Regions from separate parts of the Mus musculus genome. Here regions 2, 3, 4 and 5 are each linked to region 1. A link is a contact called in public Hi-C and HiChIP or PLAC-seq data. All regions are on one chromosome and are shown on one strand. The core of a region is the stretch at or near the end of the contact, and the rest is flanking DNA. Distances in the headings are between cores, read along the strand shown. Region 1 holds the start of Npas3 (neuronal PAS domain protein 3). Region 2 overlaps Akap6 (A kinase (PRKA) anchor protein 6). Region 3 overlaps Npas3 (neuronal PAS domain protein 3). Region 4 overlaps Npas3 (neuronal PAS domain protein 3). Region 5 overlaps Npas3 (neuronal PAS domain protein 3).

Region 1 (6,028 bases), core at 2,522-5,021:
TCTCTCTCTCTCTCTCTCTCTCTCTCTCTCTCTCCTTCTCTCCTTCCCTCCTTCCCTCCCTCTCTCTCCCGCCCTCTCTCTCATTTGGGGACTGGGAAGCTTGGCTGCTGGCGCAACAACGCCACTCAGTTGCAGTTTCAAACACTTCCCTTCTCTAGAGTATGCCAGCCTGCAGAAAAGAGAGAGTGGGGTTTATAATGCCAGGAGAGTAGGCTGGACTATCTTCAGGGACAGTGGAAATAAAAGCGTGAGGTGATGAGTCTTGAGCTGACCCAGGCCAGCAGGCCCAACTGCCCTGAGCCTCTGAGCACGGATGCAGGACTTGCACCTTGTGACTCTGGCGCCCTCAGCCAGGAGCCAGAGCCAGAACATCTGCATTTTCCACACCCGTACAGATATGCAGACCCCAGGGTTCATAGGCCAATCCGCAGGCGCTGAGACGCAGTTACATACAAATGCCTTTGCAGAGCCAAGTCCCGGTTCCTGGGACTGGATTGCTGGCCTCTGGAATCTAGTCTAGTCGCCTCCCATGGAAGCCTAGAGAAATGGCTACTCAGTGCAGAGCTAGATGGATATTTTTTTTTACCTGGAGAAACCCCGGGCAGTCATTTATCCACTATGCCACTCTGCAGAATGGGGACAGCTCCTTTTGCAGACTAGGGCCAGTTCTGTATTAAGCAGGCAAGACAGACACCCAAGACTGTTCCGCGTTGAACAAATGGAAGAGTCTGGTGGGAAACATCATTCGTGAGTGAAGCTTTGCCTTCTGCTTTAAAGTTGGGGTGGGGGTGCTCAATGAGTGTCTCCTTGTGTGCTACCCTTCCAGTTAAGTAGGGAGGGGATTCTGAACTGCTACTGGATTCTTAAGTGTGGTGACAGAGCTGCAATATCTTCACACTATTGAAGACTCTCTGGAGTAGTTAGTAGGCGCTACAGGTAGGAGAGATAGGAGTTGGGAAATGAATTGGAGCAATGATGAGTGTTGCCTACAAGACAAATGGGGGCTAGCAAAGAAGAGAGGAGTTAACCAGTTGGAAGTTCTGGTTCCAGGAGACAGTCCAGGGCAGTTCTGCCCTGAGGTGACAAATAAGAGAAGTTTGTGCTCTCTCAACAGGCAGGCCACTGCTTAAAAACCCACTCCTGTCACCCCTCATCAGATCCCCAAAAGTACTTTAAAATTCTTAAACGTTATTTCACAATTCTTTTTAGCAAAACGTCCAGGTCTCCGGGAGGAAATTAAATCTACTCCTCAGAGCCCCGAAGCCAGTCCTGGTGACTCCTAGTGCTGGTGAACTACGAAAGGAGACTCCTGGCTTAGACCTTACCTCCAACACCTGCCAATAATCTTCTTGCCCAACTCTTCTGCCCCCAAATTAACTAAAATTAAAGACAGTAACAGGTGTCAGGAGATCTGAGTAACACCATGGGAAGAAAACTGCATTTCACTACTATCATCTTACCTTGTCAGTATGAGAGAACACTTAAATCAAAGGAAGCCATAATTCACTCCAAAGGAGAAAGTTTAGAGGGTTTGGTGGGTTTTTGTTTTTGTTTTGTTTTGTTTTGTTTTTCACCCCTGTCTTTAGAAGACCAGTGGGTTGAGGTTTAACAAGTGGCCTGAAACCCAACAGGAACCTTTAAAGGGAAGTGTTGAGGCAGGTGCTTGGGGGTGAAGTGGGGGGATGACTTCCCCTGGATACTCCTGAACCCCCAAATCATCTTTTTCTTCTAAAGGACAATGCCAATGCTGAGGGGGAAAAACCCTAAAAGCGGGAGATTCACGACAGCTCCTTATGCCCAATTTACATCTTTTGGGTCAGCTCAAGTTCCTGGAGGTCCCTGGAATTGTCCAAAGGCCATGTGACATTTCTGACCCTTGAATCTCTTCCTCAGAGACCACACTATTGTCACTATTGCCTACACTTCCTAGTTAAAGTGACCGCCAGATCCTATTGTCATTTAAATGTTTTATAAAAGACAAAAAAAAAAAAAAAAAAACCCATACCTGAACCATGAAATGGGGAAACTGAATTCTTTACTGGTGTTCTGCTTTTGAAAGATGCCCAGATCTTTTTTGTTAAAGGTTCTTGTAATCGCTTGAGTAAAACATGACTAAAATAATTTAATAAAAAATATGTGTCTGACAAAGATTTGCCCCTTTAGAGTTATTTCCACGACTTCTTTTTAAAACTTTTGACAATAAGCAGAGCATGTAATGAAGTCTTCTACAGAATATTTGCAATTACATGAACTTGGAAAATACTGTGTTAGGCAAAATCTGGTCACTGGGCCATTGGTTAGAAGGCACAAAACATAGCAATGACAGATTACTGTAACCTTTGCAGTTTAAATACTATTGTTTCAAACCAAAGGCTCTCAAATCAATGAAGTTTCAAAGATGAGGTAAAATGGGAATTTGAATTATGCATTATGTATATTTTAAGTTAAATGCCATTGGCAAATCTCTCAGATGTTTAATCGTGTACAATCTGGGAAACACAAATATTTAATTTCACACTCTCATGTGCTTTTTTTTCTTCCATCTACCATAAAATTGAGCCTCATGAATAGAGAGTTTACCTTTTTGATTATATTGTTAGTTTTTCTCATAGCGATTTTGTGAATCCCATTTTCAATAAAATCTTAGAACATCGAAAGTTATCCTTAAAGGGAAAACTTTAGGGTTAGAAAGCTGTTGATGGTAAATTTCTCTTTATTTCCTTCCTCAATCAAAGGTTGCTCAGTGTTTTAATGACAATTATTTTGAATCTAGAGACTATCTTTAGAAAACTAAAAACAATTTCTATATTAAAACTTCCCTTTCACCACCAAGCCTAACTTTTGTAAAATTTGCTTCCTAACTTGGATCTCGGAATCCCATCCATTTGCATCATAATGCGTTTAAGATAGTTAACAGCGCCTAAGAGATTCGGATTTCACGTTGTATTCCCTGTAGTAACAGGTGACAGGATCTCACACTATTAGGTAGAAACGCAAGTCTATCTCTGCACATGAAAATCGTCTCTGTCCTATTTGGAAACAAATGATCAATCAGCCTCCGATGATCAATTGCTCCCCTGGCTGTCCGTCAGCGCGGATTCGCACCCGCGGAGGCATTGAGAACATTTTGCTGAAAGGGGGCAGGAAGCCCAAACTTTGCAAAAGCATCTCCTGCAGCGTCTCAGACTTGACTGGAACTCTCTGGCTACTCGGGGCTGAGGCTCAACGTTCGGGGCCTGGCAGAGGGCAAAGGATGACTTCACTTCGCCAGTGCACTAGAGTGCTTTTCAATTCGGATTGTGTATCCCCCCCCCCCTCCTTCTATAGCACAGGGGCAGGCAAAGTAAGCCCTGACGAGGTGCATGTGTGTTGTAAGGCACAAAACAAGAGCAAAGTGAGTCCCACCCCAGTACCCGAGACGGGGGCACTATCCCAGCTCGGACGGGACTACTCACCGCTGCTGGTAGGAGGTGATGCCCTGGACGTTCTGCGGGGTGCCGTTGGCCGCGGCGCCGGCCCTCCCCATGCCCGCACCGGCCGGTACCCCAGCGGCTGCCCCGCCGGCCGCCGCGGCCGTCACCTGCACGCTGAAATCCGGAAAGATTCGGATCATCGCCGCGGCTTGGAGCCCCAGGCGCGGCTGCTCTGGGCTCGGGCTGGCGGGGGCTCGGGCTCGGGTTCGGGCGGCGGCGGCAGCAGCGGCGCGAGCGGCGGCAGCAGCGGAGCCAGGCACCAGCCTGCAATCCCATTAGTGAGCCGCGGCCACTGTGCGCGGCGGAGAGGCGCTTTGATGTGCGCGCAGCGGGCTGAGGTGGGGGGGGGTGGCGAGGAGGAGGTGCGGGGGGTGTGCGAGGGACTTGCAAACAGCAAAACGTGTCAGGGTGGGGCCTTTTCTCCCTTTTGGGGGGCACTGTTGCTCCCCCCTCTTTCCAGGATGTTGCTTTCACTGGCTGCTCCAGCAGCGCCGCGCGAGCCCAGCTGAGAGGAGGAGGGGGTGAAGGAGGAAGGATGCACCGGGAGGCTTGGCGAGCGCTTGGCCGGTGCAAGGGAATAACGAGCAGTGGAGGGTGCGTTTTCCCTCCCTCTTCTACACACACACACACACACACACACACACACACACACACACACACCGCGCACTTCCGACCCAAAGTGCAAGATTGTGGTGCGCTCTTTCTCCTCCTTTCTCTGGAGAAATAACCACCATCCGGGCTGGCTTCAGCCTTCCGAGGCTGCCAGAAACCAGGATCCCAGCCCGCGGGTGTAGGAATGGGGCGTCAGAGCCTCCCGTTTCAGCCTGGACCCCTCTTTGACACTATTCTCCACATTAAGCAGAGCGAATGTGACCAAGCGCAAGTTGGGTTCCTGGAGAACTTGATAGTTATCTAGGAGAGGTGGTTTGCAAAGGCGACGGAGTGCGGGGCGGGGGGTTGGCGCTTTTGTACAATGGAGAGTTTGGGTCGCTTAAAAGAAAGGGCTCTTCCCGCTCCTGGTGAGCGGAAGAGTTGGTCTTGGGAAACTTGTGAGGTGGGGTCTCAGCTAGATCTTAGTTTGCGCTATGATCCATCTCTTAACGCCCCCCTTTGACCGAGGAAACGAATAAATTAGTAGCCACAATTGAAAAGAACTCTGCGAATTCCAAACACCAAGGAAACAAAAAGAGAAAACACGTGCATTTATTTCCTCGCGCCTTCCTGTTACTTCACATTGTGACGCCTGCCTTTCATTAGGGGGTGAAGAGAGATCCTTACAGTTTGGATGCGCCTTTTTAGTGAGACTTGCACTGGGTTTCACTGAGCTAGGGTTGGGGGAGTGGGAGTTGATTGTTTCCCTCCATCCCTCCCCAGGACCCGGGTTGCCCACTTTTCCCCCTGTCTTCTGGCTGGTGAGCAGGAGCAGAGATGCGAGAAGCAGGCGGATGCAGCCCTTGAGGGACACAGAGCTCTGCTAATGTCCCACACTCAAAGCCCCTGCCCAGCTTAGCGGCTGCTGCTGCTGCTGCTGCTACTCCTGCAACTGCTGCTGCTACTGCTGCGGCTGGGTGGTGGTGGGGAGTGGTGGTTTCCCATTCTGGTACCCTCTTCCCATCTGGCACTCAGGGCCTGGGCACTGCAGCTGAAGGGCTAGGGCAGTCGCTGTACCCTCCAAACAAGCCCAAGTTAACTGTGACCTCCACGCCGCCGTGACCCAGGGCCAATCGCGCTTCTCCCGGTCAGGCTCCTGCTTAACCCTTTGAGCCTGGGAAACAGTGGGCCACCATGATCCAGTGAGACAGGACCCACTGGCCTGAAGTTGCCGAGGTGTAGAGTGACAGAGGCTCCCAAGCAGGACAACTCCGCACAGGATCTAAGAGCCAGATGCCCGCCCTGCAGCAGCCCCATGCTATCCCTCCCACCCTGATGATTCTGGAAACTAGAGGAGCTGGACAAAGGCGAGTCCTCGCCAGGCCCCATCCCGCTCCTGCCAGGGCAACCTCTGGGCGTCCCCAACCCAAGTGGCTTTCGGGAGGAGCCTCCGAGCCCAGCAGTCACAGGGAGACTGGGAGGGGGGAGCCTTGGCTCTCGCTGGCCGAGCCCACGGCGCAGCTGCGTTTCCATTTTCCTCTCAAAGAAAATGCTTTGGACGGCAGATAATACCAGGAGATATGAAACTGCTTCGTCCCCCACATGTTGCACGTAAAAAGAATCGTAATGAGCATCTGTGGCTTGTGCGAAGGAGCCCACGAGTTAGTTGAAGACCAAAGCAAGGTCCTGACTTCCCGCTTCCGGGTCATTTTCAAGCAGAAGCACTAGACATTCAATGCATCACCTAACTGCTTAGACCCTGGTCGAGCACGCAGTGCGAGGCGGGGCTGGTGGAAACCAGCATCTTAAGGACCCCTACAGGGGGACCTTGGCCCTCACTCAGCCCAAAGTTCTGACCTCCTTGCCTTGTCAACCTTTGGATAAGCTCTGAAAGGATTTCAGATACCAGCCCTTTGCTCTGTGCAGGCTTTCTACTGAGACAGAGACTTCCTACCCATTCTGGA
Region 2 (6,028 bases), core at 2,481-4,980, 220 kb after region 1:
TGACATAAGATGTGAAATAGCCTGGCTTTAGTTACGTGAGTTGGGAAGTGGTATGTTGGAAAACAATTTGGGTTCTGTGGACAGCTAGCCATACAGGAAACAGAAAAGTCAATGAACGACATCAATGCTATACAGAATTCTTCAGAGAGTAAAATGTCCCCAGTTGCGGAGTCCACAGGGAGCCTATATCTTTTCTTAACTAAGATGATTCTCAAGGGACAATAATTAATGTCAATCAGACTCTGTTAAAGTATATGTCTCTCTCATGAAGGGAGAAAAAAGTTAAAATACTTTGTGAAAGAAGGGTTTACCTAAAATGGTAAAATTGAAGAAGATAACTTTTATTTGACCTTGAGTATACTTCTTATTCTATAAGGATTTTTAAAAAGCTAGAGGGTAGTTGTTTCTTGTCATTATACTGTTGCTGATGCTGTGGTTAGTTATTAATTTTATTTTTTATGATTCACAATCTGCTCTTTGAAATATGCCATATGCTCAAAGCAATTCAAGGATGACAACTGTCAGAATTACTCCAATAAAAATTGCTTAAATGAGGAAGATTTACTGCAGCCTGATATTTCAGTAGAACGTCCCTCTTCCTTCCCCCACAGCCTTTTCAGGGACTCTGAGGCTTACAGCCATTTTTCCTCCCAGTAAAAATCACATGATTGTTTTGTAAGGATTTCTAAAGCTATTTAAGTAGAATTGGTAAAACACTCTAGGTTAAGGGGGATCTGGCAGACATGGAAGCAATATAGATAGTTATCAGATGTATTGTCTGAGATCAATATGAATTCCAAGCGAGAACTCTTAAACAACCTGAAATGCACAGATTTAATGAGAGAGCCTGTTGTATGCATCACTAACATACCTCAAATTGCATGAGCCCTGTGCTTTGGTAACAACAAGTCAAAATGAAGGCAAATCTCTGTCTTCTCTGAGAAGCTCTGAGGAGTGGACCAAATCTACCTGAGTGCTCCAATGGAAACACATCCTGTTAAATGTCACCAGCCCGTCTCTGCTTTGCTTTGTTTCAGTCTTTTTATTAATGCAGTTTCGTTTATTGCTATTGGTCTTGAAGATAAAGCTTTGTCCTTCTTTAGAATTACACCAAACAGGATGTGATAAAGGGAACTTTCTTGGAATTATGATGTCGGTGCGGCCTGTCAGCACACTAGGGAGGGAAATGAGTTTGAGGACAGGGGAGGGAATTCTAATAGACACCATGATACATACAATGAACACAAAGCTATCCTGAGAGAGACACTTGTCAGGCTAATCAGATCTTCCACCGCAAAGTAAAAGCAGGAAGGGTAGCTCTAACCTTGTAAAGATGCTGCTGCTGCTCCTCTGACATCATCAGGTCGTGGCTGTCCATCACAAGGGACTCCATGTCAATCAGCCAATCCCAGAGCTCCTGATATTCTGAATCAAAGTCCAGAAGCCTGAAGATAAGGCACGAAAATGTATTATGCATAAATACAGTGTAGTTGTTAAAAATCTCATATTAGAATAATATATTCTTGAGAACCCAGGGTGTTCCTGGGTGAATACCTGTAAGAGGAGAAGGAAAATCCTCTGTGTGGTTTCACAGAGGACAGAGCAGGAATGCAGGGCTGTGACAGAGCCACTTCCCAGGTTTGGAAAGCACAACATATAATTCCTATGCTCCCTCCTGAGCCACGTCATGGTGATTACCATCTACTGCCCCTTTCCAAACAAAGAAACCGTGACTATGTCCTTGATAGGAAGCATGCCATCCCTTCGCAGACTGAGAAGTGGAGGGCCAGCAATTTGCCAAAGTTTCATAATCCCAGATTAAGGGTAAAGACAGCACTTTCAAAACCCAAAACTGCTTTCTCATTTCAATTTCCTAGATGGGGCACCTCAGTGTTTATTACTAAATTATTTTCCAGATTTTCAACAATGATAACATATGCTAACAAATCCAAAAACATTCTTTTCTCCGGAAAATGACTCAATCATTCATCCGTCCCTCGCCTGTCTACCTGCCTATCTCTGCAAACATACATCCTACATTTATTGTCATGGATGAGTAGCTAGCGTTTCAACTTAACACTCAGAGATAGGCTTGAGTGACTCTGGTAAGCCAGCGAGAACCAGTGGCAGATCCAGTATTAGACAGGTGTTCCCCACAGACATGCAGGAAACAAAGGTAAGGACAGGAAGTCAAAACAATGAATCTTTGAATAGCCAGCGATCATTAAAATTCAAAGGAGTATCACTATGGTTTTCAACAAAATAAATCATTAGAATAAGGAGCTTAAAAGGATTAATGTGATTCTCTATTGAAAGCCTGGTGAATAAGTAAAGCCCAGATTCTTCTAAAACACTGTGATCAGAAAATGAAAGTGCAGGATGGAAACTATGACTTTGTCCTCCCACCTCCAAACCACCCCTAAGAGAAATGCTACAGTTTTGTCAAACTCAGTGAGCACAGATTGTAGATTCCCTGCTAGTGCTCATAGAGTAGTGACCCCAGCTGCGAATGTGGACTAGTCAATGGGGGGATTTCATTACCGCTGTGTTCTTGTCTCTCGGTGTCAGATTGCTTTTCCAGAAAAAATGCATACTATATACTTAATCTTAATAGATATGTCAAACAAGTTTAAGGTGGATCTGGGAGGGGGAAAACTAGATCTGGAGCTGTCTATTTTGTTTCAATTGTTTTAGCATAATTATAAAGATCCTTGATCGTGGAACTATTAGTAAGTGTACACTAGATGCCAGAGACATGGGTACCTAAGGCACACGGGAACTTCAGCAGGTCTATGGTGGTCTGTGACAATGCTTTCAGACTCAGTGGAGATACAAACACAGTTGAAGATTCTAGGAAAATGAAGGTACTAACTCATAGGAAGGAGGATGCAATTCTGTGTTCCTAGCAAGTGCTGTTGATGCTTGGATCGCACAAGGTATTCCCAGTATATTTGTGAAATATGAATTAATATTCCCATTCAACAACAAATCAACCACTGTAGAAAGATAAATCATCAGGATTTCAAAGTTAAGTCTGTGAATAATAAAGAATAACTACTAAGTCTATGGTCACTTAGAAATGCAGTCTAAATTATGGCTAACATTTCCTTCCCCTAACACCTTCCAATATTTTACTAATAAAATCAAGTAAAGGTAAAATATCACCCACAAACTGTGCAGAGTAGGATCCAGAGGAAAATTAAATGCAAGGGGAGGGAGGAGTGAGTGGCCAGCCTGTCATTTCAGTGGGCTTTGAGAACAAGAACCAAAGAAAGACAGGAGGAGTGGATACTCTAATGTATCTTTTCCCCTTCTCTATTGGCCCAAATCCTTGAGAGCGGGCATCTAAGGCAGGCTGAGGGGGAAGCAGAAAGCGCAGAATCCTCAGCTCCATCTCCCACTAGGAACTATGGAAGGAGCTTGCCTTACGAGGTGCACCTGCAACAAGCAGGGGTGTGCAGATGGAAGGAGACGATTAAGACTCCCTTTGACATCCTAGTTACCTAATCTCCTCCAAGAGAAGACTCCAAGATCTCTGAAAGTTTAATGGCTACACTGGACAGAGGTGTTTCCATGGCAACAAAGGCACCATGAACCTAAGGACAGGGAGGTGGGGATCCAACATGTGATGCCAGGCTTCTTAGAAAACTGGTAGGATCCATGAGGGCAGAGATGGGGCTTAGTCAGCAAGAATTCCTCTACGGTCTGATCAAGCCAACAGAAAACAACAAGTAAAACAGCCACAGCTGTCTGCAGGGAGCAGCTTGCCTGAGAATCCAGCTAGCCTGTACCCAAAGCCTGTGTTTAGCCACTCTATTCAAGAATCACAAGGTCGTGTAAACCTTCATTGGCTCAGCTGTCATTTTGGAGAAAAGGATGGAAAAGAACAGGAGATCTGAAAACCTGGGCATCCACTAAGTCATTCCTCCCTAAGGAGAATGAATTAATTAAGGAGGCTATCATATATTTAAAGCTTCGATGCTGATCTTAAAATTCGTCCTTTTCTTCCTCTCCCAGCTGTTCTAGTTTGGTTTGGGTTGTGATAAACACGGTGACTGAAGGCAGCTTGCCAGGGTGCAGGGTGTTTATTTCAGCTTACAAATTACAGTCCATCATAAAGGGAAGGCAGGACAGGAGCTCAAGACAGAAGCCTGAAGAACTGAAGCAGAAGCCAAGGGGGAGTTTTCTTAATCTTAGCCGTTTAGATTGAGGTAAAATGAAATCTCATAGTAATTTTAATTTGCACTTTGCAGGGAATTACTAAGTCCCCCCCCCCAATGTATTTTAAGGAAACATTTGTTTATTTAAACCATTGCATATAATTGATTAGACACCTTCTTATTCCTTTCATCCATTTTTTTCTACACAAAAGTTAAAGAAAATATATGAATGAGCAACTATTACTAAATAGTCTTGAAATAAATATAGAATATATGCAAGATCATAAAAGGCTTTGAATCATGGAAAGTTATCCACTGGCTTTTACTAGGCCTGCCAAACTCTTTCTTCCTTAGTCTCCCTATCAAGGGCCTTAGAACAAGCTCTCTATTGCTATTGGGCCCAGCTTTGAGCTGGTAGTCCACACCTGAGCATGAGGGACAAGCCTTACAAAGAGACTCTGCAGATCTTCAAGACACACTGTTCTTTGCAGCTAAGGATATTTAGGTTTGATATTGCATTTGTGAAATCTATTTCACAAATAATTTTGTAAATGCTATGGTAACATAATTTGGTTCTTTGGTGTAGAGTTAGCACCAATGTTTCAAAAAAATATATATCACAAAGTCCTAATACAGAAAACAAGAAAGGTTTTTAAGGAGGCATGTATGCCTCATAATGCTGGTCATGTGTTGATTTGTAGATTTATGGGAAAACATTAGATTTTTTTTCAAAATTTAGTGAAATCAAATAGATAACTCTGTAGCAAATCAGAAATTGCTGAATTTTTTTTGTTGATCCTTAGGAAACACTCAGAAATGTCTACAATTCTATGTGAACACTATCAAAGGAAACCTTGTAGGCATGGAAGTCATTAAAACCTTCTTCACATTATTTTCAAAGATACGTGTTTTCAGAGGATATGATTAATTTTAAGAGGTAATACATTTTAAGTAGCCTGTCAGCTACAGTGTGGTATATGGAAAGGTCTCATTTCATGACTTCACTTCCTCCCGTGGCACCACAGACCCAGTTAGCAGCTCTTTATCCCCTGGAAGCACACACCAGTTTGATCAGCTGAATTCACAACTAGCTTCTTTTGTTGACTTTCTAGCAAAATCATGCAGGTTTCTCTTTTTAAAGAAGAAGGGGTACTGATGGTGTGGTTAAGTGGCAGGAATTTTTACAAGTAATTACATTCCTATAAGTACATGAATACCCTTTTAGAGAGACTTTTGTTACAAAATTTTATTGGTAATTATCGAGGTTATTATATCAACCTATTATTCGTCCTACGTTAGAGGAAGTGCGTCACTGGGAGTGGGCTTTGAAGTTTCAGAAGCCCATGCTAAATTCAGGGAAGCTTCCTCTCTCTTTCTGCCTGCAGATCAGGACAAAGCTCTCAATTATCTTCCAGCATCGTGCTTATCACACCTACTGCCCTACTTCCTGCCATGATGATGATGGACTGAACCTCTGAAACTGTAAGCCAGCCCCAATTAAATGCTTTCTTTTATTTCATTTGCCTTGGTCATGGTGTCTCTCCACAGCAATAGAACTGTGACTAGAACAGTTGGAGAACCTAACACAAACACATAAACAGAGAGAAGAGGCAAGACCTTGAGAAATGTACAAATGCTTCTTCAGTATTTATTCCTGTTTGGGTTTAATAATTACAGCCGATTGCCAAAATGACTTGTGAGTGCATTGACTGCCCATATTACTGTTAGAAAAGATTCCATATCTTTTTTTTATTCAAAGGAAAAAGAAAAGAAAAGAAGAAAAAAAGAAAGAAAGAAAGAAAGAAAGAGAGAGAGAGAGAAAGAAAGAAAAGAAGAAAGAAAGAAAGAAAGAAAGAAAGAAAGAAAGA
Region 3 (6,028 bases), core at 1,969-4,468, 200 kb before region 1:
TTAGAAGTATAGGGGAACTGAGAGAGGGGCAATATGTGGGATATAAATAAATAAATAAATAAATAAATAAATAAATAAATAAATAAATGTAAAAAGACCTTACGGATTGCATTTCCGCTTACACAGAACCGAGTCTTAGAGTCTAGGTTGTTTCCAATTGTGTGTGTCTGGAGGAGTCAGATGATGTTGATTCTCAGTTACCCATGACTTGAGCAACTTCTCAGGGCAAGGTCCAGTCTCATTTGCTAAGGAAGGCCCTTTAGTTCTTATGTGCACACAGTAAGCAGCCTACATTGAAGAGGATTGCAGTTTTCAAGGATTTGTTGTCTCTGAGTCCTCCCAACTTAACATTAACATGTTACAGGAAACTGCGACAAACCAATGCCTTGGCCTGAGTATACCTGGGTTTTGAACAACCCTGGGCTCTTCCTTACCTATGCTGTTCCCAAATTCTCAGTCTGACTAAAGTCAGCAGAAAAATTAAATCCCACCTGGAAAAAAAAAACAAAAAAAAAACCAAAAAAAAAAAAAAACCAAAAAACACTAGATGGCAAAAGCAGACGAAATCACAGCAGGGCAGTCATGCTCTCCACCCCACTTCTCACAGATACAGGAAAAGGCCAGAGGTTTGGGTGAAGTTTGCTTGGATTGTTTGCTGCTCCTGGGACATAGACTCTCCCCAAGGCTGCTTCCTTGTCTAAGCAAAGATTTTCATTACTGAGAGCACACCACTCTCTGCATAGGTAGACACTAAGTATTGTCTCAAACTTCCCACATGCAAGCATTAACTCAAGCTGAAATGAGTGTCTTCCTCCCAATAGAGCAACTAGCGATGTTCTATTACCACATAACACCACAAAGAATGTTTTTCTCTCACTCTTCTGTCCTTAAAGTCATATTCCTTACAACTGTGCATCCCTCAGACTCCATTTTATACATAAATATTTGCAAAATTAGCACTGTCCTTTGTTTTCCTGAATGGATACATCGTTTTAGAGCCCAAGAATTGTAGATCTCTACAGTACAAATCCATGTTAAACAGATGTGGTCCTCCGTGGGCTGACTTAAATGTATCTGCGTATCTAGAGATGGTTGTGTGTACACTCGCCATGTTTTCCTTTCCTGTTAGCTCGCCGGCTCTTCACTTGTCTTGAATACTTTAAGAAGATGCTTTGGGACCTTCTCTTCAGTAGATTACAATGCGTTGAAAATCAATTCTCTATCTAGCTTGAGTGGGTCTAGAAAGATGCCTAAGCTGTTTGTGGCATTCTCGTTTGGTACAGCCATCTGAATCCTCTTTTGTGCCTAATAAACATGGCCTGTAATTTGTAGACAGGATATGAACTGTTAGAGTTCTACTTCCTGTGAAGACATCAAGCGTTGAAAATTCTATTTTAGGCGATTTAAAGAACTATATTATGAAATGTTCATGGTATGAAAAGTACAGAATTAAGATGATTTCAACTGTTACAGTGTCCTACTTAAATTATGTTGAAAGGAAATCCGGGGACAGTTTGAAGTGTGGCGAGGAGCAGGCCAGGCCTTTCAATCTCCTTTAGAGATACACACAGTGAAATGAAAAGCTTTTGCCTCGCCCTCAGCTAACCTTTCGCTCCTAAGCTCAATTTCCATATTCTTTAAACGTCTTAAAATTAGTCAAATGACTTCATTGGTATTTCCCACCCCCCCCCCCAAATTTATAAGTGAGGCAGAATCAAATGTATACCAATCCTTCTCTCTCTTGCTGTTCCACAGGGGCCAGCGCCATAATTCTACATTAGAAGAGAGCCGCAATGAAGGCGATGTGTCTATCAAAGAGACTTTACATTAAATGTAAATTTCTGTACTTTCAGTTAAAAGGGCAGATTATTTAATTCACTTCAGTTTAACAAGCATTTACAGAGTAGTGGCAGGGACTGGTCACAAAACGGAATAGAAAGGAATACAGAATGCTTAGATGTTTCCTAATCTCCCTCTAAGAACCCACTATGCACTGAGGGAAACAGAAACATCCACCAAGAGTTCAGGACAGGGCAGAACTCAGGCTACCACAGAAGCACACACAAAGGGGAGCTGTGCTGATTAATGCGTGTCTAGGGACTCTAACAGGTTTCAGAGATGAGGCAAGGTGACATTGGGACTGGCTAAAGGCTGAAGTCTGTGGCGTGATGTCCTGTGGGAAAGAAGCCCATACCGGAAGACAATATGCCATATGACTCCATAGGACTTGCAGATCCTGGCACAAATAAAAAGATGGGGCCCAAATTCAATACCATTAAGAACTTCAATGGTGCCAGGCAGTGGTGGTGCACACCTTTAATGCCAGCACTTGGGAGGCAGAGGCAGGCAGATTTCTGAGTTCGAGGCCAGCCTGGTCTACAAAGTGAGTTCCAGGACAGCCAGGGCTATACAGAGAAACCCTGTCTCGAAAACAAACAAACAAACAAACAAACAAAGAACTTCAATGGTGATAACTGAGAAGCCTGTTATCCAACAAGACTCACAGGTTACCGACCAGGGAAGCCAACCCTTATGTCAATGACCACCTCAGCAGCTGCAGCAACTGAAGGACCAGAGACCTAGTAAGGTGGCACCTAGTAAACTTAACCATCGAATGTGTCAGGGGAACCAGAAGACAGGGAGATTCTCCCACTAACAGATAGCATCCATTGTTGATCAGGCATACAAGAGATACTAAGTACTTCACAGAGGGCAGACAGAAGCTAAGTACTAAACAAACTCATCTCAGAACATGACTTCCTTTCTCCTCGACAGGCTGAGCCTAAGTCTGATACAGAAAGTATTGTTTTTCCTGTGAGTTGATTCTTTGGGGGGGGGGGTGGAGGGAGGTTGAAGGGTCTGCTTTCCCCAATTTGCCTCTAACTGAACAGACAAAAAAAGTTATAGTGCAAATAAAGAAACAGATATTTAGATTTTCAGTGTGGCACAATACTCCCAATTTCCCACTATTTTCTCTCTTTTAACAAAAAGAAACTGTAAGCAAGGCCTTGATAAGGCCTCCAGATGAGCAGGAAGCTATGGACCCAGTTTTATTTACATTGTGCATGGTTTCAGTTTTACAGTTTAGTTGAGTGGGGCTATCCAGCTCCCACTTTAGCCTGAAGCTACTTTAAACTTCAAACCACTGCCCTAAGCATTGGAACAGAGTCTCTGTGGTCCCCATAGAAATCCCGTGGAATGCAGCTTCCTGCTGGTTTGTTACACTGCTTCAGAGCCTGCTCCGTTTTGCAGGGAAACAAAACTCCACACCACAGTCCAACCAGAAAGACTTTAACCCTTCTCTTCTGTAATTAAAGTTCCTATTTACATGGGAAGGTTGTTTGTGAATAATCCCTGCAGGGAGTCAACCTAACACAAATCAATCACCCAGCACTCTCAGGGGCCAGGCCCAACGCTTGGCACCTAGCACAATACCTATTTGTTGAACAAGTGATGAATGCTGACCCATTTATCTGGATTGATTTTCTTCTGCCCCAAACCTAACTTCTACTCTGCTAAATTCGACTCTTATCCTTTTAGAGAATTCTTCAATACATTTTTTTCCTCCACATCTTAAACCATTCCCTGAAGAATTCTCATGGCTCTATATCAAAAGTCCTATTAAATTCTTAATGGCATAACCATGAAAAGGGGAATTATTGTCTTAATTCTCTGTCGCCAGTACAGAAGGAATGAGTGAATTGGCTGCTGGAGGAGCATCGAGTTCTGAGTCAGGAGCCTGTGCTTGCATACTCATACATTCATACATTCGACATACATCCATGCTCACAGAGTGAACACGCATAAAAATTAGAGCCCATGCTTTTCATGTGAAAGAGAACACATAGCGTTTGTGCATCTGAGCCTGGGTCACCTCATATAGAGCTCTGGGCACGCAGCCAAAGCCAAGTTATTCAACTTCACCGCACCTGGGGTCCCTCACCATCTGACTAGAGGAGTGAATTCAATCCCTTCGAGTACTTAGCACAGCACCTGACACATGACACATTCTCAGTAAGCACTATTTTCTACCACCAAACTACTAGAAATATATCTGTAATTGTTTTTAATAATAATTTTGATATTTTAAAGTGTATAAATTTATATACATTCAATTCCAGTTTAGAAGATTTCAGAATAATATCTGTGACTGGTAAAAATTTTCTTCTTTGGAAAACGCTTTAATCAAGAATATGAGACAGTTACATAAAGAAAAGAGTTTTAGTTATCTTGAGTCTCTCAATAAGTTCTCTGTGTCACTGTCCAGCAAATAAAACTCCTTGACAAAATTTAAATGTTTATAAAACTTTCTTGCAAACTTAAACATTTTCACTTTTTTTTTTCCTGACAGAATCTGAAGAGAATGGTTCGATGCTTTCCTGTGGGATAGGAGGAACATTAAAAGACCAAAACCAAAGCCAAAACCAAAACCAAAAACCAAACAACAACAACAACAAAAAACCTCCCACAAGCAGACGCTTCAAAAAGACAAATTGTAGAAGGCAGGGATTTTTCACAAGTCTCAAATTAAAACCTCACGTTAAACATTATTATCATTTTGAAATATTTGGCCATGCAAAAACCATCAGACAAGCTCTTTCTGAAAAGGATTCTGTGTCTCTTCAGTGGCCACAGCCCCTGCCGGTTCCCAGTGCTCTTATGACAGCACAATCAGTCAATACAATCAGAGAAATTCTAAAGTACAATGGTAATTTTCTCCCACATTTTTTTTTTCTTTACACTGTCAGTCCAAGTCACCTGCTGAAAGCATCGATGCGGAACAGCTCAGTATTAGCTCTGAAGTTAGTACCAGTCCGGAGTTAAATACCTGCACGTTGAGGGTAGGAAAGAGACTAACAGCATGTAAGCGCAGCCATGGAGGGCACATTCCTGAAGATGCTCCTTGTAAAGTCATTCCTACTGACCCTGGGTATCCCTGCTCTGATGTGAGCTGGGGAAGGAAAATGGGCTCCTGAATAGAGGAAGGGATGCTTCAGCATAATAGTTAACTGTGAACTATTACCAAACAAACAAACAAACAAACAAACCACTCTGCTTCAGACCCAGCCCGTTACGATAGCTAACATGCCTAACAAGGTCTCTATGGAGAGATAGAGTACATTTTAAAAGAAAGCGTCTGTCCCTTTAGGTTTCATCGTGGGTTTTGCAGTGGTGTGCACATTTTCCACACGCGCCTTTAAACAGAGAGTAAGGTGCAATCACCTCTGGTATCTCCCATGCTCTGGCACCTCGCCTCGCCTGCCAAGCTCAGCAGATAGGTCTGTGAGCACTGAGGCCGCCAGGATGAAAGGCATTTGTTACAGCTACTCAGAGGGTCGTCAGTGGACAACCTGTACAAGATTTATGCTTTAAATAATAAATGAACTAAACACCTTGAGGTAATTGGCTGTGTGAAGCGTCACAATAGGCCAGATAGCTTGTCTGTAAAAAAGTCAAAGAAGACTAAATAATGAATGTGGAGCGTGGAGGATTTGTGCCAAGGCAATACTGCAAGCTCCTTTTCTAAACAAGGGTGGCCGGGGAGTCCAGCTCCCAGGATCCTAAGAAGTGCTGATGGGACTTCCTCTTTTTATGTCCACAGTAATGACTTCAAACATCCGTCCTTACTTTTCATGATTTCCAATGGGTGCCAGCACATGACAGCCAGTTCTTTTAGTTTAATACATGGCTCTCTGGCTGATGCAATCTTGTCCAAAGGCTACAGGATACTCAGTTCTACCTGCAATTTATAAAAATAAAACCAGCATCTGAGGATGTCTGAGGGGTGGGTACCAGAGAAAACTCCTGAAACCTAATACCTCTGATGCAGGTACAGATTTAATGGCATCTGCCACCATGGGGACCAACTGATGACCTGTCAGTCAGCCTTCCAAAACATGTTCACTGCAGACACTCCTTCCAGGTTAACTTAAAAAAAAAAAAAAAAATATATATATATATATATATATATATATATATATATATAAAGCAGGTGTTGCAGTTTGGTTGGAGAGAAGAAGAAGTTGTA
Region 4 (6,028 bases), core at 1,508-4,007, 170 kb before region 1:
GTTTCTACATTGTTCTTGCCAATACTATAACAGGTACACAACATATACTATCTCAAATGCCAAGGCCAGGGCTTTTGTGTTTGCAGGAGCAGTGGTTGCTAAGACAGAGGCTGAGCTAACATGCCCCTGCATGTCCAGTAGCAAGAGAAAAAAAAAAAAAGCCTGAGAAAGTTGGCAAAAGCAAACTGCATAGCTCTGATTTAAGTAAGGCTGACTTAGATACCAATCTCCAATCTCAGGTCTATAATTGACTGGTTATAACATGACAGAGGCTCAGCCACCACTGCTAGGTCTCAGTTTCCTTGCTTGTGAAGTAGAGACCCTGACATGTATCATTAAAGTGGCTGATGGGATTAAATAAAACTGAATTACCACTGTATTATTGTGTATTAGTCATACATGGGAAGCTGTTTGGAACCCTATTGATAACCTCTATCAGCATGGTATTAACAAATATACAGGCAGATCAACATGGTTATGGCTTTATTTTTATTGCAAATGAATGGCCAAAGTACTTAGGCTACTTACAGAACGTCTGCTTTTACACTGCCTTTCTTTGTGAGACATATTGTGTCCACTGGGAAACCTTCAGAATATTTCCAATCACATCAGGCCCATTTCACTGGAAGAGTGGCCCACTTCCCACTGAAAGTCTCCTAGTGCTTTCTACCAATGCAGCAGCAGTGGCTACAGTAGGTTGTACTCATTTATTTCAAAATTACTTAACCCTAACCTACTCTAATGCTAACATTTTATTAGGTTTCTTTTGGTCTTTTCTTTTTCCTTCTTTAGAAATCGAAGAGTCTAATGAAACATTTCTCAGGTGAGGGTTTTCCTCATTCAACAAATTTAGACTACTATGTTTGAATCAATAGCCTATATCATATTTACTTTTTAAAATCAGAAACTCCAAAAGCAGCTCAGATCTTTCAGCTGATATCTATTTAAGATGCTGGACATCTATAATAACAACATCAATAAAATATTTTTAGTAAAATTTAGCAATGAATATGTGTATGATTTAAAAAAAACTTGCTATTTCTTAAATGTAGCTCTGTAACTGACATCTGATGTGATAGGTTGCAAAAATCGCAAGAGCCAAGAAGAAACACATTTCAGTATTTCATTAAGAAACTCACTCAGAATGTGTGACTCACCCACTGCCATCACCATCCGTTTCTGAGACCAACAGTGATCAGGCTGGGAATAAGCTTGCCTCACTTTTGCCAATCTCTGGAATGTCAGGGCTTGAAGTGGTTGGGAAAGACTGCCAGGCCAAATAGTTATGTGTATAGAATACCTGTCTAGCAAAGACATGACTAAAAGAAATGTCTAAACTGTCACTTCAAGCAGGGATGCAGGAGGGGCAAGTGTCATGACAGTTTTCAAGTGACATTTATAAATCTTAATAAAATGTGACTTAATGCGCAAAGGAAGGACCATCAAAGGACAAAAGCTGCCATCAATCTGATAGCCAATAATCCAGGACCAAAAGCTCCATCAGGGGCATCCAGCCTTTTGACAGTGAAACACGATGCTGCTGTAGACAAAAATGTTGGCTAGCATTCACAGCTGTCTTCGGACACTGCAGGTTGGACACCCCTGTTGGGTATGTGTGGTCACATTTGCAGTTGAAGGCTGGGGTGCTCTAAGCTCAAAGCTTGTATTTACACATGATAACTTCTCTTTGATCATCATTTATAAAGTATTCTTTCAGCACATTCACCAGTAAGAAGTTCTAATCACTCAGACATGGCACTATCCTTACTGAGATCTAACAGATAAGTACAGTACCAATGGGGTGTTGGGTAGGGAAGGACTGGTTGCTTCACAGAAACAGGCTAAGTTCCACTGCCTGCTTGTCTGCTGACTCCTTACACCTGACATTACCTATTCCCACTTAAAAGCATCTTCAGCACAGATCCTGAGGGGCAGAGAATGGGGCTCAGTAGGGAAATGTCTGCCTGGATTGATGAGGTCCTGGACCTGGACCCCAGTAAAGGACAAAAGGGACAAAAAGAAAAAAATATCAAAACAATACCAAAAACCAATTCCTTGGAACTGGCTAAAGTAGACACCATCTTCAAACCAAAATTAAAATAATCAGGCCCCTGTGTGCTATTATTTTAACTAAATAAAAATTTCAGCATTCTTAAAAAAAAACAAAAACAAAAACATTTAGACAATATATTTGCCCGTAAAGCTGTGCTTTTCAAGTGTTATTTTGATGTAAAATTGAGTGTTTAAGAATGGAAATTCCCTCCAGCGCTCTGAAATGATAGTGCGGTTGACAGTGTCAAAAGTCATGCTGAGATCAAGGCAAATGAGAGGGAAGCAGAGCGGCCGCATTCATAAAGAGGTCGTTTAAAACCTCTTTGCCGTGATACAAACTAAAACATGACTAGAATCTCATCAGAGCAAGAGAGGGAGAAAGAAGTTCAAGTGTCCATCCTCGACCAGAAGGAAAAACCAGCAGCCAAAACTGCTGAAAGATTTGATGCCCGAGGCCAAATGCATTTGTAATGGTCCAAGCATAATTTGTGTTTTATGAACACAAAACTGTAACTCAACCGAACCCATGGATTTCCAGAAGGGACTCTTCCCAGTTTTCACCCAGAAGTCAGCTGCACTGTTAGGTGGTCCTAAGCAAAGTCTTCTAACTTTCATTCGCTACTCTAGCACCTCTCTTACTCACCTCTGTTGCCATTGCTTAGTAATATGCTGCTTGTCCCACAATTTCACAACCCTGGCTCAGGAATGCCCCTCGGTTGCCTTGGGTTTTAAGGTGTGGAGTCTCTATGGCTTCCCCCTTGCCACGTACATCCTACTCAGTCTCCACTCGCACAGAAACCTCCGAGGGCTAGTCATGCAGGGTGGAAACCTCATTCTTACTCCTGTTTCTCTTCTCATGTCATTTGCATTGTCTAATTAAAATGTTCAACCCTTGTCACCTTTCTACAAAGCCATGGACTCTTAACATATGGATATGTGTGCTTTACAACAGGCACGGTATTGTTCTACACTATTTACTATCACACGCATGTTGCTAAATGACTCTTCAACATTAATTCTTTTATTATTAGTCACAGACTGGTGCTTAGACATTTACCAGATCAGTTATCATAGGCGAACTGCCAAACTTGAAGGCTGGATTGAGCAAATGCCTTTTTAGAACACTAGCAACTGTAATCAGAACATTGCCAAACTCCAACAGGTCCTCAAAGACTCAGAGATGCACAACTACGAAGGAAAGGCTGCTAATCTCCCCTAAAGCAAGCACTTTATCATGGTTCACTTATTATATAGGACCTAAGCTTTTCATATCTGTCATGTTTGCTTTCATTTCTCCTAGTTTTCTGCCCTTTTCTATGTGAGGCTATATATATGTAAAATGCATATCTTCCCCACCACAGATTCCTAGTCCTAATTCTACTCATAATACATATATAATAATAAATATATGATGGTACATTTCATTATACATTTTTGTTTACTTCTGTGTTGCTATGAATTGTTTCATCATGATGTCAGTAACACTGGTGTAGGAATCTCTTCTACTACACAGAATAGGAATAGAAGAACCGAAGCTCTGCTTCATAAGCCGTGCATACCTTATTTACCTATTGAGGAAACAGCATTCCGACCTATATGAGCACTGCATTAGCATATTTGCGTATCTGATCTGCTAAGAAACATGATAAAGGAGGAACTTCAAGTCAGCTTCATGTAATTTGGACAAATGCTTAAAACCAAGGTTCCTACATGACGTTCTTGGTAAAATGTTTGCAGCATAACAAATGTGACTTGTTTCCCTGTCTCCAATTGCTCCTGAAGCCACTGTCATCTGGCTTTTGATACTGATGCTTTAGTGAAACTGTACTAATCAAAATCGTGAAATGTTTTGTCACTTTCAGTCCTCAGAGGCACTAGAAATTTATCACAAACTGTATTTTCCTCCATGACCGTTCTCCTGTCCTGAGGCTCAAACTCCTCTTAACTAACTGCTCTCACCTCAGCTTCTTGGCCTGGCTTCCTGTCTCAGCACATACAGTCCTGGGAGTTTCTCTGTCCACAGCATCCACTGCTCCTGGTCACGTGACAGTTTCTCTCACCAACTCTCCATTTCCCTCGATATTCCTTTTCCCACCCTCTAGACCAAAATGGCTAGTCTCTTCTGACAGGTCCATACTGACTATATATTTAAGATTATCTGGGCAGACCTTTGATTCCTCGAACTTACTTCTGGACTCAGAAACCCAAGGAAGAACCAGGGCATTGTCCTTTTCAAATAGGCACCCACCCTGGGAACTGGTACCTGTCACCCATCACCTGTGCCTGGGTCTGCCTGCAGTCAAGCCCACTAGACTATCAGGGACTTCCCTCTCTCAGCTTCCCACACTCCTTCCTTTTCCACCAGGTTCTAACCCAACTGCCACAATCTCTGCAGCTTAAGCCAAGAATCAAGTCCCTTCAAGCTCCCTTATGGTACTTTCTTGCCAGGGTCATGGCCCCTGAAGTCAGTCCTCACGGTCTGCCTATGAAGCCCTGTGTCTGGGCACACTTCAAACCCATCCATTCACAACCTTCCTGAAGAGCCCACTCTCCACCCACTTTCTCCTACTTTTTCTGTTAAATATGAAACAACTGATCCTGCCAAGCTTCAGTTTAGCCAGCATTATGAAAGGAAACATGAAAATCCTGTTTAACCCTTGGAAGACTAATGTCTAGAGGAACACAGGGCTGTGTGAAGCTGGGCTGCTCAATTTCAGAGACCACAGAGAGTGTGAGGAGGGGTTGCATAAGCCAAGCATTTAAAGGATTATCAATAGACCTATATTAAAGCCAACACTGTGTTTATTTAGTCCAGAAGACAAAGCAGCCTAATTACAAGGAGATGACCTAGTTACAATCTCCAGCATAAGAAGATGATTACACAAGGGACTTAAAAGTAGTTTTCCTTGAGGGAAATGGTGCTTTTTTTACTTTAAGCTCCCACAGAACCCAGCTCCTAGGTTTGTTCTGTGTACACACTGGAAAGTAATAAGAGTAAGGACAAATAGGAGGACAGGGTCGGCATAGCTCAGCTCTGAACAGGAGCATACAATGACCCTGCTGTGGCTGCAGACCCTCTGAGCATCTTTGAGCATGGAATAAATACCCAGACTCCTCTGAAGGTGGACACTGAGTCCAATGGAGTACAAAGACTCCCCTGCGATGTGAGCTTCCACTTGCCATGCATCCTTCCTCTAGGGATTTCAGAAAGACAGACAGGCTGCTTGTCTCTCCACTTAACTTGTTTAAAATGAAGAGCTGGACTGTTAGTTGAACACAAGCACATTTTAAAATTCACTCAAAAGCCCTGCTCCTACCTCTCCCAAGAAGCCAACTAATCCTAAAAGTGTCAGCCAGTGGCTGTATCTTTGCCTCTCTTTATTAGAAAGCCCCTTTGCCTTTTTATGCTTTTGTACAATAGCATAAAGATTCTAAAACAATGAGACAACAGAAGACTGAAGTACTTCCATGACGTGCAATTGCTCCAGGCGTAATATCAGACACCGTAGAAACACCGGGAGGTTTCATGGTGGCCTCACTCTTAGTGGACCTTGCTTTTAAGTTGCTCAGTCACATATTTATTCTACACCAAGGGGAAGGAAGCATAGTCCTGCAGTGCAGAGACCGCCCCTCCCTCTTGTTTCATCAATATCTCTGTACTAGCAAGCTCTCTGAGGCACTCACAATCGTTATAGGACTGTGAGTAGCTCTAAGCTATACATGAGCCTGAGTCAGAAGAATATTAACTTATTGTAAGCTGCAAAGGAAGTTATATTATTTAAAAAAAAAAAAAGGAAACCTTTCTCTGGCTTGCCAATGCCTTGAAAAAAGTGAATTGGCCATTAAAGAAATTTCATAAAGTGAATTATTCTATTAGTGTTTTATCAGTTATAATTGCTGTATGGGAAAAATATAACATATAGAAACTGCTCAACATACAGTACTGTTTACATGCCATGTATGGAGAAATATCCTA
Region 5 (6,028 bases), core at 1,065-3,564, 160 kb before region 1:
AATTCCTTTAAAAGAAAGAAAGGGGGTGGGGAGAATTATATCTTCTCCGGGTCAGAAATAACGAATTAGCCATTTAACTTGTGAAGCGCTGTCCTGCCATCCCCCTGAAAAACATTTACTACATTTTCTTATATGACTTATTTTCAATTGAATAATTTAAAGAACGTTAAATGATGCCACTGCTTGCCTAAAAATTTGTGAAGTTTTCCTTGCACAAAGCAATAACTTTACTAAGATGTTTCAGGACATAAAAAGCAAAATCGATGCTAGGGAGAAAAAAAATGTTCTTTTTGTTCTAGGGTCTGTGTTTGGAAAACATTGCCATGTAGCATTTATAGTAACAGCTGTACGGTTAAACTTTAGGCACAAACTGAACTGCACAGGATCTGCTGCATAAATAAAATCCCCATGGCAACTAAATGTGCTACAGATAACAGAGAAAAAAGGATTTATGTGTTTGCTGAGCAGTCTTGCCCTAAAGGAATTCTCCAGGCAAGCGCAGGCCACCTGCCACATGTTATATTAAGCTCAGCCTTCTGGACTTATTTTCAAACCCACAGCAAAAAGGTCCAACTACTTTTATTTGGAAGTTCCATTGTTCTTTATTCCCAGCCCCTCCAAAAATAAACAATTCATTTTTCAACTTGCCTGCTATGTTTTGCCCTGGATGCAAAAGATAATTAATGAATTTGTTTGTGCTTCTAAGCGTTTTGTTGATCTTAGCGAAATAACAAGCATATGTATAACCAAAGGTTTTTTTTTTCTTCTTTCTTTAATTTCGAGAGTCAACTTGCTTGCTGTTTGCAGTATAAGGTAGACTATGCAGAAGAAGCATAGTGGTATGGGGTGTTTTGAAGATGAGAAAAACAACAACACAGCAGGGAGATTAACGTCATCTGTAAGTTAACACATGAAGGAGTCATAGCCACTTGCTTCCTAGAGAAAAATGGGTGCTGTCACGTGGTTAGAGATAATGATATGAAGTCAGGGGACATTGAACAGCTATTTGAAAACCCCCTTACCCCTTTAAGTATACCTCTCTACCTTCAACACTTACCACACCTGAACTTATTTAACAATAACATATATGTAGGCTTATGGTACTACAATATTATGTAATGCTAATATATAGAAGTGCATATTTGAAATTGGGGGAAACAGAAGGGGGAAAAAGCATTCGATAGGAGTCACTAAACATAATTCTTTATGAGAAAGTGGGTGAGTGAGTAGACCAGAAATCCATTTCCACAGATCTGAGATTCACCTTGGTACTGACACCAGCACCAGCCTCACTAAGATGACCTTGGAGTTCCCGCTGGGAACAGCATTTGCTACATCCCAATCCACCTAAACTGTAGCACTGTCAGGAGACTTTGTTGGGACTATTTCTGCCTCAGTTGATATGAAAATGAAGGAAAAAGTGAAACAAGACCAGAGAAATGTCAAGGCAGAGCTTGCTGGCACGCGCCAGTCTGCTTTTCCCTGTCACTGTTGGTGACATGTTTCATTATGACAGGAGTTATTTTCAGGTACTTAAAAAGGCCAATGGACATATTAATTATAACCTCATGAAGTAAAAGACACAATTTTTCATCAAATGAGGTTACAATTTCAATAGAATTTATTAATTCTCAGGTGTTTATGGCCTTCAACAGCTGGATTTCCAAAGTCATACCTGACAAATGAGCAAATCTTCAGCAAGCTTTTCATTTCTTTTTTATTTTTATTTTTGCAAAATATACACTGAAATCATAAAAGAGTTCCACAGAGAAATACTTTCAACTTTGAATTCTTTGACTCACATAGCATAGCCCCTACCTTCACAGCTAAAGTACACCATTGTGGAATTTCTCTGCCCTGGCAGTATGTAATTATTGGAAATAAGCAGTGCCCACTTCAGTTGGATTTGAGTGTGTGAGTCCATGGATTTGAGTGTGTTCTAGGTAACGCATGGTTGCAGCTCTCACATACATTTCCACTGTGATCCTCTTTGACTGTTCAAACTCTCCTAGCCTTTTTGGTGCAATGCAGAAATAATGCTGACATGAAGAGGGATGTTTAATTATAAACAAAGACTATAATCATAAGTGTAGATTTATATTTCAAAGCCATGACTTAACTCAAACTTTCTAAGTCAGTATTTATTAATACTTGGGATATAAAAACATTCTACAGTGTTACTCTATTCCGTTCATGGGAGCCTAGTGGGACAACACACTCTAGCTTCCTTGGCAAGAGAATGTGTCCAAGCCACTACCCTGTAGTCCACAGAACAAGGACAGAAGGGACTATGTGCTGCTCTAGGCAGAGCCAACTCTAAGCTCCCTCGGGAACTTGTCCCTTCTTTATTCTAGCTGGCTGGATGGGAAACAATCCTGGGATGGTTTTGAAAGTCTGGCAGAACCTCTTTGTGTCCATGAATGACTGGGAGAAGCAGTCACTTCCTGTCTGCTAGCAACAGGCATGTGGGAAACTCCTGAAAACAAGAAAGTGATACATTATGCTACTGACGGTTTGGGGCTTGTTAAAGCCGCTATCATTGCCTGGCAGCTAGAAGGCTGATCTCAGTCATTTAGTTAAAAGAAAAAAAAATCAAAAGCAGCCTTTTGAAGACATAACATATGATACATATATGTGTGTATACATAATACATTTTAGAAGTTACTTCAGTTTTATTCCAATTTGCACCACAACACATGCTCATCTTAAAGTTCTTGGGAAATTATGGAAATCACTATGCATACATGATTCGTAACAAGTATAAGATCCTGATACCAAATAAATAAAGAGTAGCTTCGTGGAGTACAGGATGTGTGTGTGCCTCATTTAACTTCTCAATTAGCAGGTAACTTATGGGGAAAGCACAGCAAAATGCTCAAGTTTGCCAGCTAGGAAGCTGCTCTTACTGAGCCCAGCAGTGGTTTCTACAATTGCTTCCAAATTTCCATGAAAACTAGCTCACAACCAGTTTTATAGCTCACTTTTTACCCATGGGAATGACTACTCGATGTCTCCAATTATGTGCTACAAAGACTCTGGGGGGAGGGGGGCACAGCCACTGTCCCTGCTGTGGAGAAGTAACAGACAACAACTGAGTGCAGGAGAGGTTTACGGGACCCATGGCCCATTGCTATGGGCTTGCTGTCAGCTGAGCAGGACAGTGGGTGGCATTTAGAAGAGAAAATCTGTTCACCTTACTGTGAGCCAAAGCAAGAGGAAATCAGGGGAAAGGTGGGGCACATCATATAGACCTTCAAAGGTACACTGCCAATTCCTTTAGTTAGGTCTACCCTCTTAAAAGCCTGTGATCTATGAACTTATCAGTGGTCCAACTGATAGGTTCAGGACCTTCATAACACATTCACCTCTCAACTGAACCATCAGCTGACAATGGAGCCATCAACACATGTGTATTAAGGGATCACTTCAGATTTAAGCCAGAACAGGTAGGGAAGGACAGGAACTGGATCTTGGAGTCTCAGAAAACAAAGACAAGTTTTACAGAGAGGACCTATCATATTCCAACCCTTAAATCAAGGAGATGAAGAGATGTTTCTCACACAGTGACTTAGGACAACTCACCAGATATATTTAGATCACTGCATAAGACCTTAATGAAAGCCACTCAGTATGGAACACAGCATATTATCATTTGCAATGCTGTAATAAGACAAAGACAGAGTAAAGACTATCTTGCAGAAAAAATGGCCAAACAAAATCTAAGTTATTATTTTATGCTCAGGCAGCACAAGTGAATGGACTTTAAGTGGTGTGCATTTGGTTTTTTTTAACATGATTTCTTTACCAGGGTTCTTCTAATGTCTTATAGAACACCGAAGTTCTTCATATGCCCATTGCCTTATCTTACAGAAAAGCTCTGGTCCATCCTGACCTCAGATGTCGTAGGACAACTGCCCTATGTACTCACCTGCTCAGTGTTTAAACCAATCCATCTTCAAATGCACTGGGCAAAAGCTGACCAAACCATACACATGATCTTTCTCTACCAACAAACATCTGGGGAGAGTAGCCTGTATTTAATATAGCTACCCCTGGGCAAAGTCCTCTCCCCCAACCTAGAAAGCCAAGTTTCTAATGGTTTCACTGTCTCTTTCTAATATCCAAACCGCCTATAGCTTCCAAAGTGAACAGCCTTGGTTCAGGGAAAGCCTTTACCTTTCCCTAATCCCCTTTCCAGCTTTAACCTGTTTCCTAATGCTCCTAACAGTAAGAAGACTGACTGATAGGAATCACTTGCTGCCAGTGGCGCCACCATAAGCACTAGTTTTTAATGCTCCTTCTAGCATGTCGCCCTCAGAAAAGAACCCTCATTGGTTGGTAGGGGTCATGATCTCCTGCTCCGGCACCTTCTCATGTCAACCTCTCCCCAGCCTATTGGATATTTCCTCAGGCTGGTTTTCATTTTATTACCGATTTTTGCATCTTCTAAGTACAGTACTGTTATTCACCCTAATACACCTATACTCTTTACCAGTGCACACTCCATAGATGAGCCCTCTTTTATATGAGAAGTTACTTAATTTCTTGGTTTAAAACCCTGCTTGGTTTTCTCTTAAGACCGTTGTGTGCCCAACTTGATTTTTTTTCAATGAGTAGATTTTAATATGAACACCACATAGAGAGAAAAACAAAATGAGCCTGCTTCATATACTCTTCATGATGCTACATCGAGTAAATAAGGCTGAGAAAGGGGGTTCTCATCCGCTGATTGCATTTGTATGATTGCATGACTCAATCACTGCTGATGGCTCTTGTAAGAAGTACTCTCTCTATAACCAGTGGCGTTCTTCATCCTCCCACGTCTTGCAAGCAGGAGTGAGCTTACTATCCATCAGTGGCTCCCAGACTCTCCTCAGCATTCTGCTGGAAGCCATGAATGACCATTTAGTTTCAACTTGTCCTTCAGAAAATGAATCTCCCTGGGCATCGGAAGAAATGTTCTGAAGAGCATTAAAAGACTGGCAATATATAGACCTCCAAAGATGTGTTTTTAGAATTGTGTGAAGTAAATTCAAACTAACCCTGCTCTTTTGTTTTGAGGGACCTGCACATTAATAATAAAATATTAGTATAATAATGAAAAATAGCTCATGGGGATATAAATTATAAAGTGAGTTGGTTTGCTGTGTGAATTATGATAACACATTTTAATCCAAAATGACAATGGAACTATTTTAAAAAAATAATTTCAAGTTCTTTCATTATGAGAGCCTAGATTCTCATAAAGCTATGATGTCAGTCACTAAGCCCTCTTATTTATCTCCAGATCTCCTTTCTCTGCTGTGTCCTATGGTGCAGTCATTTAGACATTCCTACTGGGCCAGCTTCTCCCTGTTAGGCTTTGCCATAAGGGGTATCAAAAGGAGATGAAGAGGCCGACAGAAGGGAACCTGACCTGCTCTCGGTAGGCCTGCATGGTCAGTTAGCATTGTCCAGCACTGGTACTTCATTCTAATCAAAGGCAGATGGCCAAAGTCGATGTTCCGTGTTTGTAAGTTCACAGAACCAGCTTCCCCATCCCCGTCTTCACTGACAAGCTAGCTGGTGTCTCCTCAGAAGTCTGACTTCTGGCTTCACGAGCTCTCTCTCACCTCTTGCCTCTCCATCATGTTGTGTGCTTGCTTTGTTTCCTACAACTGCTCTCTACCTAACATTCCAAGAGCCTCATCTCCTCCTTTCAATTTACTTGCCTTGCTTCCTTATCAGTTCATTGGAACCCTGTGTTCAAATAGCCAGCGTGGTTTGTCCCCACACCGGACCTTACACAAGAACATATGCAACAGTAGTTAGATCTCCAAAAGGGTCTGAGGTCTCAAAATGGTTAAGGAAGCAATATACCCCACCCTCCCACAAGCGATAACAGTAATTTAGTAATGACTACACTCCCAAAACCATGCTTGAGAAGTCCTTCCACAGCTAGATTCAGTGACATTCACCTGTTACCCCGGCACTGGGGTGATTCAAGGAGGATGGTGGGTGTGAGGCCTATGTGGGCTACATAGAGAAA

The links. A called contact is a pair of places that touch in the nucleus more often than the background predicts. HiChIP or PLAC-seq counts read pairs in DNA pulled down with a chosen protein or histone mark.
Region 2: an H3K4me3 HiChIP or PLAC-seq map of neural progenitor cells shows a contact between it and region 1, with 23 read pairs. The contact joins the enhancer-like site here to the promoter of Npas3 in region 1. A contact is called at or near these places in 6 of 39 promoter capture datasets (the C10 cell line, cranial neural crest, embryonic stem cells and 3 more), 18 of 484 Hi-C or Micro-C datasets (the CH12 cell line, cerebral cortex, cortical neurons and 10 more), 19 of 115 datasets of contacts at active chromatin or transcription factors (astrocytes, cardiomyocytes, differentiating embryonic stem cells and 11 more) and 2 of 9 other capture datasets (adipose tissue and embryonic stem cells).
Region 3: a contact with region 1 is called in an H3K27ac HiChIP or PLAC-seq map of stem cell-derived neural progenitor cells, with 4 times the contacts expected there. The contact joins the enhancer-like site here to the promoter of Npas3 in region 1. A contact is called at or near these places in 3 of 39 promoter capture datasets (the 3T3-L1 cell line, HPC-7-derived erythroid cells and hippocampal neurons), 8 of 115 datasets of contacts at active chromatin or transcription factors (astrocytes, embryonic forebrain, embryonic hindbrain and 4 more) and 1 of 9 other capture datasets (liver).
Region 4: a Hi-C map of embryonic fibroblasts shows a contact between it and region 1, with 1.9 times the contacts expected there. The contact joins the enhancer-like site here to the promoter of Npas3 in region 1. A contact is called at or near these places in 3 of 39 promoter capture datasets (the 3T3-L1 cell line, the SN4741 cell line and hippocampal neurons), 6 of 484 Hi-C or Micro-C datasets (the HL-1 cell line, cerebral cortex, embryonic fibroblasts and 2 more), 2 of 115 datasets of contacts at active chromatin or transcription factors (embryonic forebrain and embryonic hindbrain) and 1 of 9 other capture datasets (adipose tissue).
Region 5: a contact with region 1 is called in a Hi-C map of cortical neurons, with 2.1 times the contacts expected there. The contact joins the enhancer-like site here to the promoter of Npas3 in region 1. A contact is called at or near these places in 4 of 484 Hi-C or Micro-C datasets (cerebral cortex, cortical neurons, embryonic fibroblasts and 1 more), 3 of 115 datasets of contacts at active chromatin or transcription factors (embryonic hindbrain, neural progenitor cells and neural tube) and 3 of 9 other capture datasets (adipose tissue, liver and pancreatic islet).

The regions. Positions count from the first base shown.
Region 1 is chr12:53,246,175-53,252,202 of GRCm38.p6, reverse strand. Npas3 (neuronal PAS domain protein 3) reads right to left here and starts at 3,771. Exons shown (of 12, transcript NM_001370962.1): 1 at 3,456-3,771. The coding sequence starts at 3,613.
Region 2 is chr12:53,021,138-53,027,165 of GRCm38.p6, reverse strand. Akap6 (A kinase (PRKA) anchor protein 6) reads right to left here. Exons shown (of 14, transcript NM_198111.2): 9 at 1,325-1,445. Among named protein-coding and RNA genes, the nearest start is that of Npas3, 220 kb to the left of the region's middle. Within about 2 kb of position 3,730, at least 12 of the 459 cell types and tissues checked have an H3K27ac peak or open chromatin away from gene starts, as enhancers often do. A contact at or near this core is called in neural progenitor cells and neural stem cells, where this site is marked.
Region 3 is chr12:53,445,506-53,451,533 of GRCm38.p6, reverse strand. All of the region lies in intron 2 of Npas3 (neuronal PAS domain protein 3), which reads right to left. Among named protein-coding and RNA genes, the nearest start is that of 1700030L22Rik, 130 kb to the right of the region's middle. Within about 2 kb of position 3,218, at least 38 of the 459 cell types and tissues checked have an H3K27ac peak or open chromatin away from gene starts, as enhancers often do. A contact at or near this core is called in astrocytes, embryonic limb bud, neural progenitor cells and 1 more, where this site is marked.
Region 4 is chr12:53,418,985-53,425,012 of GRCm38.p6, reverse strand. The region is part of intron 2 of Npas3 (neuronal PAS domain protein 3); the gene reads right to left. Among named protein-coding and RNA genes, the nearest start is that of 1700030L22Rik, 100 kb to the right of the region's middle. Within about 2 kb of position 2,757, at least 21 of the 459 cell types and tissues checked have an H3K27ac peak or open chromatin away from gene starts, as enhancers often do. A contact at or near this core is called in the SN4741 cell line, embryonic fibroblasts and muscle stem cells, where this site is marked.
Region 5 is chr12:53,402,402-53,408,429 of GRCm38.p6, reverse strand. The region is part of intron 2 of Npas3 (neuronal PAS domain protein 3); the gene reads right to left. Among named protein-coding and RNA genes, the nearest start is that of 1700030L22Rik, 88 kb to the right of the region's middle. Within about 2 kb of position 2,314, at least 23 of the 459 cell types and tissues checked have an H3K27ac peak or open chromatin away from gene starts, as enhancers often do. A contact at or near this core is called in cortical neurons, neural progenitor cells and stem cell-derived neural stem cells, where this site is marked.